2 separate regions of the Sus scrofa genome follow, and region 2 is linked to region 1. Evidence: chromatin contacts called from public Hi-C data. All regions are on one chromosome and are shown on one strand. The core of a region is the stretch at or near the end of the contact, and the rest is flanking DNA. Distances in the headings are between cores, read along the strand shown. Region 1 overlaps LOC106506801 (a long non-coding RNA gene). Region 2 overlaps WASL (neural Wiskott-Aldrich syndrome protein).

Evidence for each region. Hi-C and Micro-C count contacts between places; a contact is called where the count stands out from the background.
Region 2: a contact with region 1 is called in a Hi-C map of liver, with 1.9 times the contacts expected there. The contact joins two enhancer-like sites. A contact is called at or near these places in 4 of 47 Hi-C or Micro-C datasets (liver and skeletal muscle).

Annotation. Positions count from the first base shown.
Region 1 is chr18:23,610,771-23,616,225 of Sscrofa11.1, reverse strand. LOC106506801 (a long non-coding RNA gene) reads right to left here. Exons shown (of 6, transcript XR_002340281.1): 6 at 4,699-5,455. Among named protein-coding and RNA genes, the nearest start is that of SPAM1, 15 kb to the right of the region's middle. Within about 2 kb of position 3,220, at least 1 of the 83 cell types and tissues checked has an H3K27ac peak or open chromatin away from gene starts, as enhancers often do. A contact at or near this core is called in liver, where this site is marked.
Region 2 is chr18:23,742,108-23,747,386 of Sscrofa11.1, reverse strand. All of the region lies in intron 1 of WASL (neural Wiskott-Aldrich syndrome protein), which reads right to left. Among named protein-coding and RNA genes, the nearest start is that of WASL, 23 kb to the right of the region's middle. Within about 2 kb of position 3,181, at least 14 of the 83 cell types and tissues checked have an H3K27ac peak or open chromatin away from gene starts, as enhancers often do. A contact at or near this core is called in liver, where this site is marked.

The DNA of each region.
Region 1 (5,455 bases), core at 1,971-4,470:
GTATCCCTTCCCCCAAATTCAGTGTTTCCCCTCCACCCTCCTCATTCAGTGTGGTTTTGCTTCCTGAAGCCCTTAATTGAATCACCGTGTGATCAGGCTAATGCTGCCCTCCACAGGACTTTACAGGAAACTGCACCCTTTCTTGGCTTTATCCCTTCTGCTTTTGTTCTCCTAAGGGATGTCATGTGGTATCATCACTTAAATGTAAAATCTAAAATATGATGCAAATGAACTTATTTATAAAAGAGAAACAGACTCACAGACATATAAAACAAACTTATGGTAGGATAAATTAGGAGCATGAGATTAACATCACACACTACCGTATATAAAATAGATAATCAACAAGGACCTACTGTGTAGCACAGGGAACTATACTCAATATTTTATAATAAAAAATCTATAATAATACATACATGAAAAGAATCTGAAAAATAATAGAAATGTGTATAAGCATAACTGAATCACTGTACACCTGAACAAACACAACATTGTAACTCAACTATACTCCAATATAAAAAAATATTAAATTAAATTTTTAAAATGCCAATACTTGAACTTGATAATTCACCAAAAATCATCTGTCAATTAAAAAAAAAACCATCCTTAAAAAATCACTTGCACATGAAACCTCATCTTAGAGTCTGCTGCTGAGGAGCTCAAACTAAGTCTCATTTTCTCCAAATATTTATAAACAAACAAAAAAAGGAGCTTGGTTTTTGCATGGAAACACTACCATGGACGAGTCAAAACACATGTAGGAAAAATACATTTGGGACATGTGACAAAACACTTAATTCCCCTGATATATAACGAGCTCTTAAGCAAACCAAAACAACCCTAATGTAACATGGGGAAAGAACATGGACCAAAAATTATAGCAAAGAAACTATGCATGGCTCAATTTCTCAAAGTAAACTATTATTAAAATGACAATGAGATACTATTTTTACATTACTCCAATTGGCAAAGACTTTACAAAGTATAATAATGCAGTGTTATTTGGGGCATGGGGAAATAAGCACTAATTTTTGGAGAAAGTGTTAATAGTTACAATCTCTTTAAGGGTCAGCCTTATACACTATATGCTTTAAAATGGACAAGAATCATCTTTCCAATTCTCTTTCTCATTCTTCCTTTTAAATTCTTTAATAGCATGTGTGCCCTCAAAATTCATATGTTGAAATCCTAATGCCTATTGTGATGGTATTAGGAGATGGAGCCTTTGGGAGGTGTTTAGATCATTAGGGGTTGGCACCTTTATAAAAGAGGCCAGAACAGCTTGCTAGTGCCCTTCCACCATGTGAGAACATTGCAAGAAGTCTGCAACCCTGGAGAGGGCCCTCATCTGACCATGCAGTCACCTTGCTCTTAGGCTTCCCAGCCTGCAGAACTGTGAGAAATAAATCTCTGCTATTTGGAGTTCCTGCATAACTGAATGGAAAACAAATCTGACTTTCAACCTTGAGAATGCAGGTTCAATCCCTGGCCTCGCCCAGTGGGTTAAGGCTGGTGTTGCTGTGAGCTGTGGTGTAGGTTGCAGATGAGCCTTGGATTCTGGTGTTACTGTGGCTGTGGCCATGGCCAGCAGCTACAGCTACAATTAGACCCCTAGCCTGGGAACCTCCATATGCCGCAGGGGCAGCCCTAAAAATAAAATAAATAGGTAAATAAATAATAAATTTCTGCTATTTATAAGCTACCCAGTCTATGATATTTTGTTACAGCTGCCTAAATGGAGCAAGACAGCATTTATTACTCCGAAATGATTTATTTGTTTTTGCTTATTGTCTCTTTCTACTAGAATGGAAACCTCATAAGGACAGAGCCTGGTCTGTGTGGTATGCTCCATGCCTGCACTCAGCATGTCATAAATGCTCAATTTTAAATGGTTGAATCAATAGGTCAAGCAGTTGGCTCCTATGATGTGGCTTGAGATTCCCCGGTGACTCCAGAACATCTCCTCCATAGCCCTCTACCATGGCTGAAATTCTCATCCAGGCATCAGTGAAGATACCTATTAAACAATTATTTCGTGAAACTCTAAATAGAAGTAAATCAGCTAAGGACTTGGATCAAGAAAGAAGGAAATTTTCATTGAGGGTGTGGACCAGGTGAAATCAGAATCATGAAGGAGACTTTGATTCACGGCAAACAAGAAGATGGCAGAACCTGGAGGTAGGGTGGGGAGCCTTACTTGGCTTGTAGAGATGATCCGACCCAAGTGAGACAGGAGATGTTTTAAGATAGTTCTGAGGAGATGCAGAATCCAAACCAAAGCTGGCAGAGTACTACGGTGTCCATCAGAATGCTCTAAGCAAGGACATGAAAACAAGGGCCCAGAGGAAACTGAAGGCGTCCGAACCAGTCAAGTAGCAAGAAACAGAGGGTTATGGCAAGAGCCTCAAGAGACCAGCAAGCCCCAGAATGGAATCCATGGCATTGTTTCTGGGTGAAGAGAGAGGCATTTAAGGTACTAGCCATTCTGGCAGAAACATGATGCAAATAATGGAGACTCCCCAGTTTTGCCACTAGTAGGAATATGGAAGGGACAGGGTTGAGACATGGAGCAGTCTCTGTCCCTTCTTATAGGACCTTACGTCATGGTCCAACTGCTGCCACAGCTGCATGGGACAGCCGAAACCAAGGTAACAGGAGATGGAGGGCTCTCAGATGCAATCAGTTTAGCCAAACCTCTGGCTCGGGACTTTGGTTCCAGCAACAGCTCTTTGGGCCCTTTTGTGTTTTCTTCCTCAGATTTAAAATTTCCTTTCTAATTCTTAGAAGATAACCAGATACATCTCACATGTTCCCCAGGCCGGCCTTTTGATGAAATGGATCTCTTGATCTGAAGAACCCACTGAAACCTCAGGGCTGCTGGTTTATTTTCCTCATCTGAACTGCTGCTAAGGCACTCTAAGACTTTGCCCATGGACTGGATATGGTTCTGAAATCTGAGTCCAAGGGATTCAACTGAAATGTGCTTGGCTGGAGGTAAAAAGACATTAAGCGGCATCTGTAAAATAGACACAATACTTGTACTAGGGCTATCATTAGGATTAAATGCATTAATATGTAAAGAGTGTCAAAGAGAAAGAGAAGGAAGGAAGGGAGAAGGAGGAAAGGAAAAAAATTAAAATGATTAAAATGTTAGTGACTATTCAACTCATTTCAGATTTGGGGCTGAGGCTGGATTCAAACGCACTTTGTCCTATTTCCTCATCAGACTTTAGTTACAAAATGTGTACTCTTGGTACCGATGGGCCTGGACTTGCCCATTCTCCGCTGTATTTTTCTGAGAAAGTTATGTAACAAGTCTTCAATATATAACTTCAATTAATCCCTGTTGGCAAAGTTAGAAAGTCATAGCCAGGAGATGAAAGACTTCCACAAATAATTCAGATTAACCTCTAATTTCAGTAAAGTGTTAGTCTCTTAGGGCTTATTCTAACTTCTTGGGTCCCCTGATGTGGAAAGTTAGTAAATATGAATACAGCATTTCCATGTACCTGATCAATGATTATGTTTTGACTGTAAACTAAGTCAAAACATAAAGCAAAACGTCCATCCTCACCCCTAATCATTTGGAGTTAAAGTGCACGCACACACACAGAGTTGAGTGAAAACAATGAATAAAAGAGGGAGCCATTCTGTAAAAGTTATCTAAACCACAAACAGGCAGATGGTTTAGGAGCAAAAGGACAGCACCAGGGGCTAACGAAATGCATACCTTTGAAGATACGTAGGCTGGATTTTCATTCCTCTCTTTCAGGTGAGCTTGCTTCTGATGGTGGTTAATTATACAAGCAGAAAGATGGTCATCTAGTACATACGGTACTAGATAATTAAAATATCCAGTCTCCCTCTGGAGAAAAGGTCCAGTATTTGTTTCATATTTTCATCTCTATACCAGTGGCTCGTCCAATAGAGAGCATTGTGAAGAGCTAGAGCATTAGAATTAGCTAGAACTGAGATTTCTAGCTTTGGGATGGGAGGTAAGTCATTTAGTTTTTTTCTTGCTTTTCTTTTTCCTTTTGGCTACAACTATGGCATATGGAAGTTCCTGGACCAGGGATTGCTTCCAAGCTGCAGCTACGACCTACACCACAACTGCAGCAATGCCAGATTCCTAACCGGCTGTACTGGGAACTCCCATTTAATTTTTTCTAATGCTTATTTCTTCATTTGGAAAATAAGGATGATAATTCTTACCCCAGAGTGTTACTGAAACATTTAAATGCCATAATTAATTGTTTGCTGAAAATCCTTAGAAGACTTTGTAATCAGTTTTTGATTGTTTGATTTTAGAGATTCGGTTGAAATTGCTTTCCTGTAAACACTGTCTCTCACCATCTTAATGAAAGTCTTGCTGCATTCATGATAACATCTAACATGTAATAAATATTACACATTTGGCTAAAGCAGTTTAGGCTATCAATAAATGTTACTTATATCTTGGATTTTTTAAACTATATCTATTGCATGTTAAGCCGTAAAAGCAGATAAGCCATACATAATTGAATAAAAACAATATTCTTTGTGAAAACCATAAATATTCATTAAGTAGCTAAAGTACTAATTAGATGCAACCTTGGGAGACTCGCTGCCTTATAATTATGTTGACAAGTGAGCACGTGCCTTTGAAATTTCTTTTTAACTCTTTGAAGTTGAAAGAATTGGTTATCTGTTGGTTCTGGCTTTTTTGGGGGGGGGCTTTATTTTTGCTTTTTTTTTTTTCAGCAAAAAAAAAGTAGGTCTTATAAAGATCTTGCCTTCATCCCCAAACTTATTTTTTGTCCATTCCCCAACCTCATATGACGTTTAAACTCTTCAGAAATTCTGAATCAGTACAGCCCCAATCCCAAAGACTGTTCCTGAGTATTTCATAGCTGATCTCCCCATCCTCTCAGAGTTCCTTCTTGCCTGTGCCTTCTCCCAGTTGGTGAATTTCTAGGACACTCCCATCCTGTCATAAACTAGCCAGATTCTTAGTTGCCTGTCACACTAGCCCTGAGTTCCTGTTTCACTGGTCTCAGGTGAGAATCATAGGGTTCATCTCTGTACTTGGTGAGGAGACAAACACAACTGCCTGCTCTGCTCATCCACTGGGTAAATGTGCTCAGGTTTCTATGGAGTAGTGGAGAGGGGCAGAGATAACCAGGATTATTCATTCATCTTCAGAGTGGCATTAAAAGGTTGATGTTGTAGTTAAATTTTCTTTTTGGATAGCATCTGTCACATGTTTTGATATGTATGTGATGTTCTAGGTGTAATGTTTATTTTGGTAACAGTAATAATAATGGTTATTAATGATCATTTCTATCTTATAGATGTATTAAACCTGCTAATAGCCAATGTACATTTGATGCTGAGAAATAATCTTGTTAACCATTGCGTCTTTGATTTTTGGTAACTGCTCTCCCTCCTCTTTTGTGAAATAGAAGCAGAACCAGCC
Region 2 (5,279 bases), core at 1,932-4,431, 130 kb before region 1:
TGCTAAAAAAAAAGAGGCTAAGTCATGAATCTTGAAAGATACATTGCTATGTGAGAAAAAAGCAAGACATAAAATGAAAGGTATAGTATGCTAATATTTGTACACAACAGCAGGAACAAGAATAAATAATTTGCATTTCCCCAAATATGCATTAAGCCATCCTGAAAGGGGCACAGAAACATTGTAACAGTGGCCAACTGTTTAGGGGTTTTGTGTGTGTACATGTGGTTTTGTCAGGCAAGAAAAGACTGGGCAAATGTAGGAGAGGATGGAAAAGAAACTTTTCACTTTCTTTTCATACATTTTATTTTAAACTATGTAAATATTTTAGCTGTTCAAAAAGTTAAATACTGATTTGAAAAATACACAAAGAAACACAAAAGACCTACTCTGATCACATGATGGTGAGTCTCGGAAAAATAAAAAGACCTGATCTAGAAATTACAACACAGGAAGAATTTCTAGTAGCTTTTAAAAGACTTCCCCTTAAAAAAATTTAAAAGTAAATATTGCTGAAAGTAGCACAGTACAGTGTCTAAAGCTATAAAGGAAGAGAAAAGCAAGCTTTGGCTAGTGCAGGGAGATAGCCTAGGTCTGTAATAAAGGTCAAAGTCTATGATTTCTTTCACACACTTTCCCTCTGAGTATTTTGAACTCTTAAACATGACTAATCAAGATAAGCAAGTTTAAAATTCAATTGGCTCTGTCTCCCACATTTGTTATTCTATATGCAGCAATTCATAAGTATCCAAACTTTTAAACACAGTCACAGGAATGTGTGAACATATTATATATATAAGCACATTTGATTTGCTTGACTTTCATATATACAATCAAGCTGGGCAAAGGACATGCAAAGAGAAGGTTTATCTGAGAATCTAAGAGTAAGCAACAGTTTAAATTCAACATACAATGTAACTAAAGACTTTTGAGACCCTCCCATACCTACTGCATAAGTATTAGGCCAAAAAAAAGGGGAGGGAAGTAGGATAGGCAAGAACCTTTCTGAGGTTGTTTTTAAAATTTATACTTTATTACAATTTTAGAGACTAAAAATTGTAATGTAAAACATTAACAGTGACCTAGTCAGTAATTTGAAAACAGATTTACTCAATAAACTAGAAAGCTCAATGCTGCTAGTTTCAAAAGGCAATTTTTACTCAAAAAAGCATAAGCCAATATTTCCAACTCTGGTTATTATTCTTGAATTGAATAACCATGCATAACTAGATGTGAGACTGAACCTGTTCAAAGGAGTAGGAAACTGACTGTATTAAAAGGTAAAGTATATTAGTTTTTCTTTTAAAGGAACTCTACCATTTAATAGATCAAAACTTGTGGGTAGCCTGGGTGAGGGTGGGAGGAGGATATGAGGATTTATATAATATAATACTATTCTGTAAGACTACATTATGTGCTATAAAGGCAAACACAAGCTAACGGTTTTCTCTTTAAATGGAAAGGTGACTCTTGCAACCCATACCACATTTAGTAACTTGAATGTTCTGTAGTTTTTAAATGTGAAAATATTTGGGAACTAATTCACTTTGAGTCAAACAGACCTTTTACAATGCTACTGTCCTCCCCAGGTAAGGCCTTTATCTAGGTGGCAGGGAGAAGGAGAGGAGGTGGGAAGGCACTGCTGGATTCTGGGCTCCTCCTCTTGCTCTCTGGGGCTGCAATAGTCTAATAAGGTCACCAACCACACACAGCCATTTAAATTTTGAGCTGAAAATTCAGTTCCTTAGTCCTATTAGGCACACATGTTCAACTGCCACATGTGACTCTTTAACAAGTAGTAGACAGCACAGATGCAAAACAGACCCATCATTATATAAAGTTCTACTGGACAGCACAGCTTAGAAAAGTCCCAGGGAAGAGATTTCATACAAATACTTTTCGGCATAAGGTTTGGAATTTACAAGGTCAAGAGTAGAAAAGAGTTGGGATTATTAGACAAAGGAATATTCATAATAGTAAGAATGAACAAAATCATATTTATTCATAAAATGTCTGGCTAACTTAGAGACTAAACTTGAATGGGACATTAAATTCATTTTAACAAATATTTATTATGTGCTAAAAATAGAAAGATAATTAGGGATGCTCCTTGTCTTCAAAAAGTTAATAACCTAGTAAGGAAGATTTGCTTTAAGAATAACTACAACAAAGTATTCTACAGGTACCAAAATGAAAGCAGACATAAAATGCTCTGGGAAGGCTGAGAAGCAAACTTTGATTTCTCACTGGAGACAAGGTGAGGGCAGAGAAACAGGGATATTTCAAGGAAAAAGAGTATGAGGATACTCTGGGATAGATTACAACACTTATTAGCTATGTCATTTTAGAGAGTTACTGACATTCCCTATACATTTCCTGATCTGTAAAATGGGAATAACATTACTAACTTCATGGGTTATTAAGATACAATTAGTCACACATAAATACATGCAGGCACATGTAAAGTACTCTGAACAGTTCCTTTACCACAGGGTTCTTAGAGCTCAATAATACACAGAACGTGCTCAGAAAGCTGCTTGGTATCATATGTACTTATTGAATATTAATTTTGATATTCATTTATTGGATTTATCAACTATTATATTTCCAACCAAATAATTTTAAAAAGCTCTACTACCAGCTTACAAAAACTAGTAATTGGATAACTAGTTTTCAGCAAGCTGGTTAATGAAAACAGAGAATCAGAAAAAAACCTTCTAAAAACATGAAAAACACTCTTACACCTTTACTATCAGCAAATCTAGGATTGAGGTTGTTAACTAAAAAAGCACACCAGTATAGTAGAGAATAAACATTGCTTTAGGTTAGTAAGAGATTAAATAAATAATCTGGAACTATATCTTATTAGGATTTTCACTAGCCTATCATATATATACATATGATAAGCCTACCTTGCAGGCACTGCCTGTCTGCCACCCCCAATACTTCTAGTTGTTAGAGATCTGCCACCTGTCCCCAGGGACAAGCACAGCTGCTAAAGCTCAGCCAATTAACACTTTCTCCCGGGAATTTAGAATTCTCAATAGTCACAGGACTGAGGAGTTCAGGAAGGAGATGACTGTAGTTGAGAGAAGTTCCACTGACCCCTGCTGCAGTCCTCAGAGCTTCCCAGTCTCCTGTGGTTCCTGAAACTTTATTGCACAATACTGTTTTGGATTCCATGGGATCCTCTGGTAGCCAATAAATTCCTTTTTCCTTAGGCCAGCCAGAACTAGTTTCTGTTACTTGTACTGCCCCCACCAACAAAAATCCTTAACTAATAATGCACTTCTTAAAGTAAATATTTACATTATGTATATTCTCATAGCTGACATCTTAACAAAAATCAATGAGAAAGAACACTTTTCCCTATATGTATATAATGCTATATACAACTGTACAAATGAGATCTGAAATTTATACCTTCCTTTGGTCTGAAGTATTGTCCAAACTCTTTATCAAGGATTCAAGCTGTTTCTTAACCTGAGCCCATTAGCTTTCACCATCATCTCTTGCTATTAACCCAATACAGATCAAGACAGCAGCCAAATCATCTACAGAGGCCCAAAGATACTGCAGTTCTCAGCTTAGCTGGTGATGTCTCTTCACTCTGTTGGAATACTATGTGTGAAACTTTTCAAATTCTATATACTAGTTCAAATATCAAACTCTTCAAGTTTTTCCCCTATTTCCTTAAGCAAACACTTCTCCCTATCTATATTCCCATAACATTTCATTTACAGATTCAATGAAGCATTTATCATTGAATAACTTGTTACAAGTTCCTATGTGGGGTCTGCTTCACCAATAAAATGTTCATCTTGTAAAGACAAGGGCCATATATTCTTAACTACGTCTCCTTACCTCCAGCACAATATTTCATATGCAAATTTGCAATCATACACTGGATGAACTAAACTGAAAAGGGTGTCTTTCTTAGAATATTATTATTACATTAAAAATTATTTTAAATACTTTTTCAAAAAAGTAGACATGGCTAATCTGTGGTATTTAAATTATTTTTAGAAAAATGACAACAGTTCTCTTCTTGACACTTCACTTAACCATAAATATCTACATGACATGGTGAAAAACTTCAGTTAATGCATTCCCATTACTAATATTTTAAATGCCATGAAACACAGGAATTTGCTTCCACCACAACCTCCACTCATTGAAGAGGGGAGTAGGGGTTTGGAGACCCAGAAAAAAAAAAAGCACACCAAAGTAAAAATACACTTTTAAAAATAAGCATGTACTTTCCTCACTAATTTTCAAAGCACGTCAAGGCCAGTAAGATGAGCACAGAAGCAGGAAATAATTTCCAGTATACTCAGTTAAATAAACGGTTTTGTGGTTTTCAAGTGAACCTTAAAAATAGTGCTCATTTTTTACACATTGTTATGATGCATACACTGTATATAAATGCAATACACTAATTAATCTCCAATAAATATCAAGTATGCTCCTTAACTACGGTGCAAAGAAAACATAAAGCATGGATAATTCAAGTGTTAAAGCTTTATAAGAAAGAAAGGGAATAATTTTTTAAATGTCAAGATATGTGGGAGTTCCCGTCGTGGCGCAGTGGTTAACGAATCCGACTAGGAACCATGAAGTTGCGGGTTCGGTCCCTGCCCTTGCTCAGTGGGTTAACGATCCGGCGTTGCCGTGAGCTGTGGTGTAGGTTGCAGATGCGGCTCGGATCCCGCGTTGCTGTGGCTCTGGCGTAGGCTGGTGGCTCCAGCTCCGATTCGACCCCTAGCCTGGGAACTTCCATATGCCGCGGGAGCGGCCCAAGAAATAGCAACAACAACAACAACAAAAGACAAAAGACAAAAAAAAAAAAAAAAAAAAAAAAAAGATATGTGAAGATAACAATTAGAACACATGTAAATTTGCACAGAAACTTCTGAAACATTTTTATTTTAATTTACACTGGAATGTGATTCTAAAAAAGAAGACTAATTCATTTTCTTGAAATATGCCCTTTTCCTACAAATTCCAAATAACAATACTATTTTAAATTCAGTACTTATGCCAGGCACAGTGCTCAGAACTTTATTATTTTCTCATTTAATATCAACCCTAGAAGGCATCAACTTCATATAAGAGGAAATTAAAACTGAGACAGATGTAGTGAATTGTCCAGTCAGAGAGGCAGGAACTGAGGGAACTGTTAGGAGCGCAATTCTCCTTACTGAAGAGCCTCCACTATTAAATGCTGTCTAACTTGGGTTTGAAGGTCTGCTTACATGTGATATTGTACTGTAAATGCT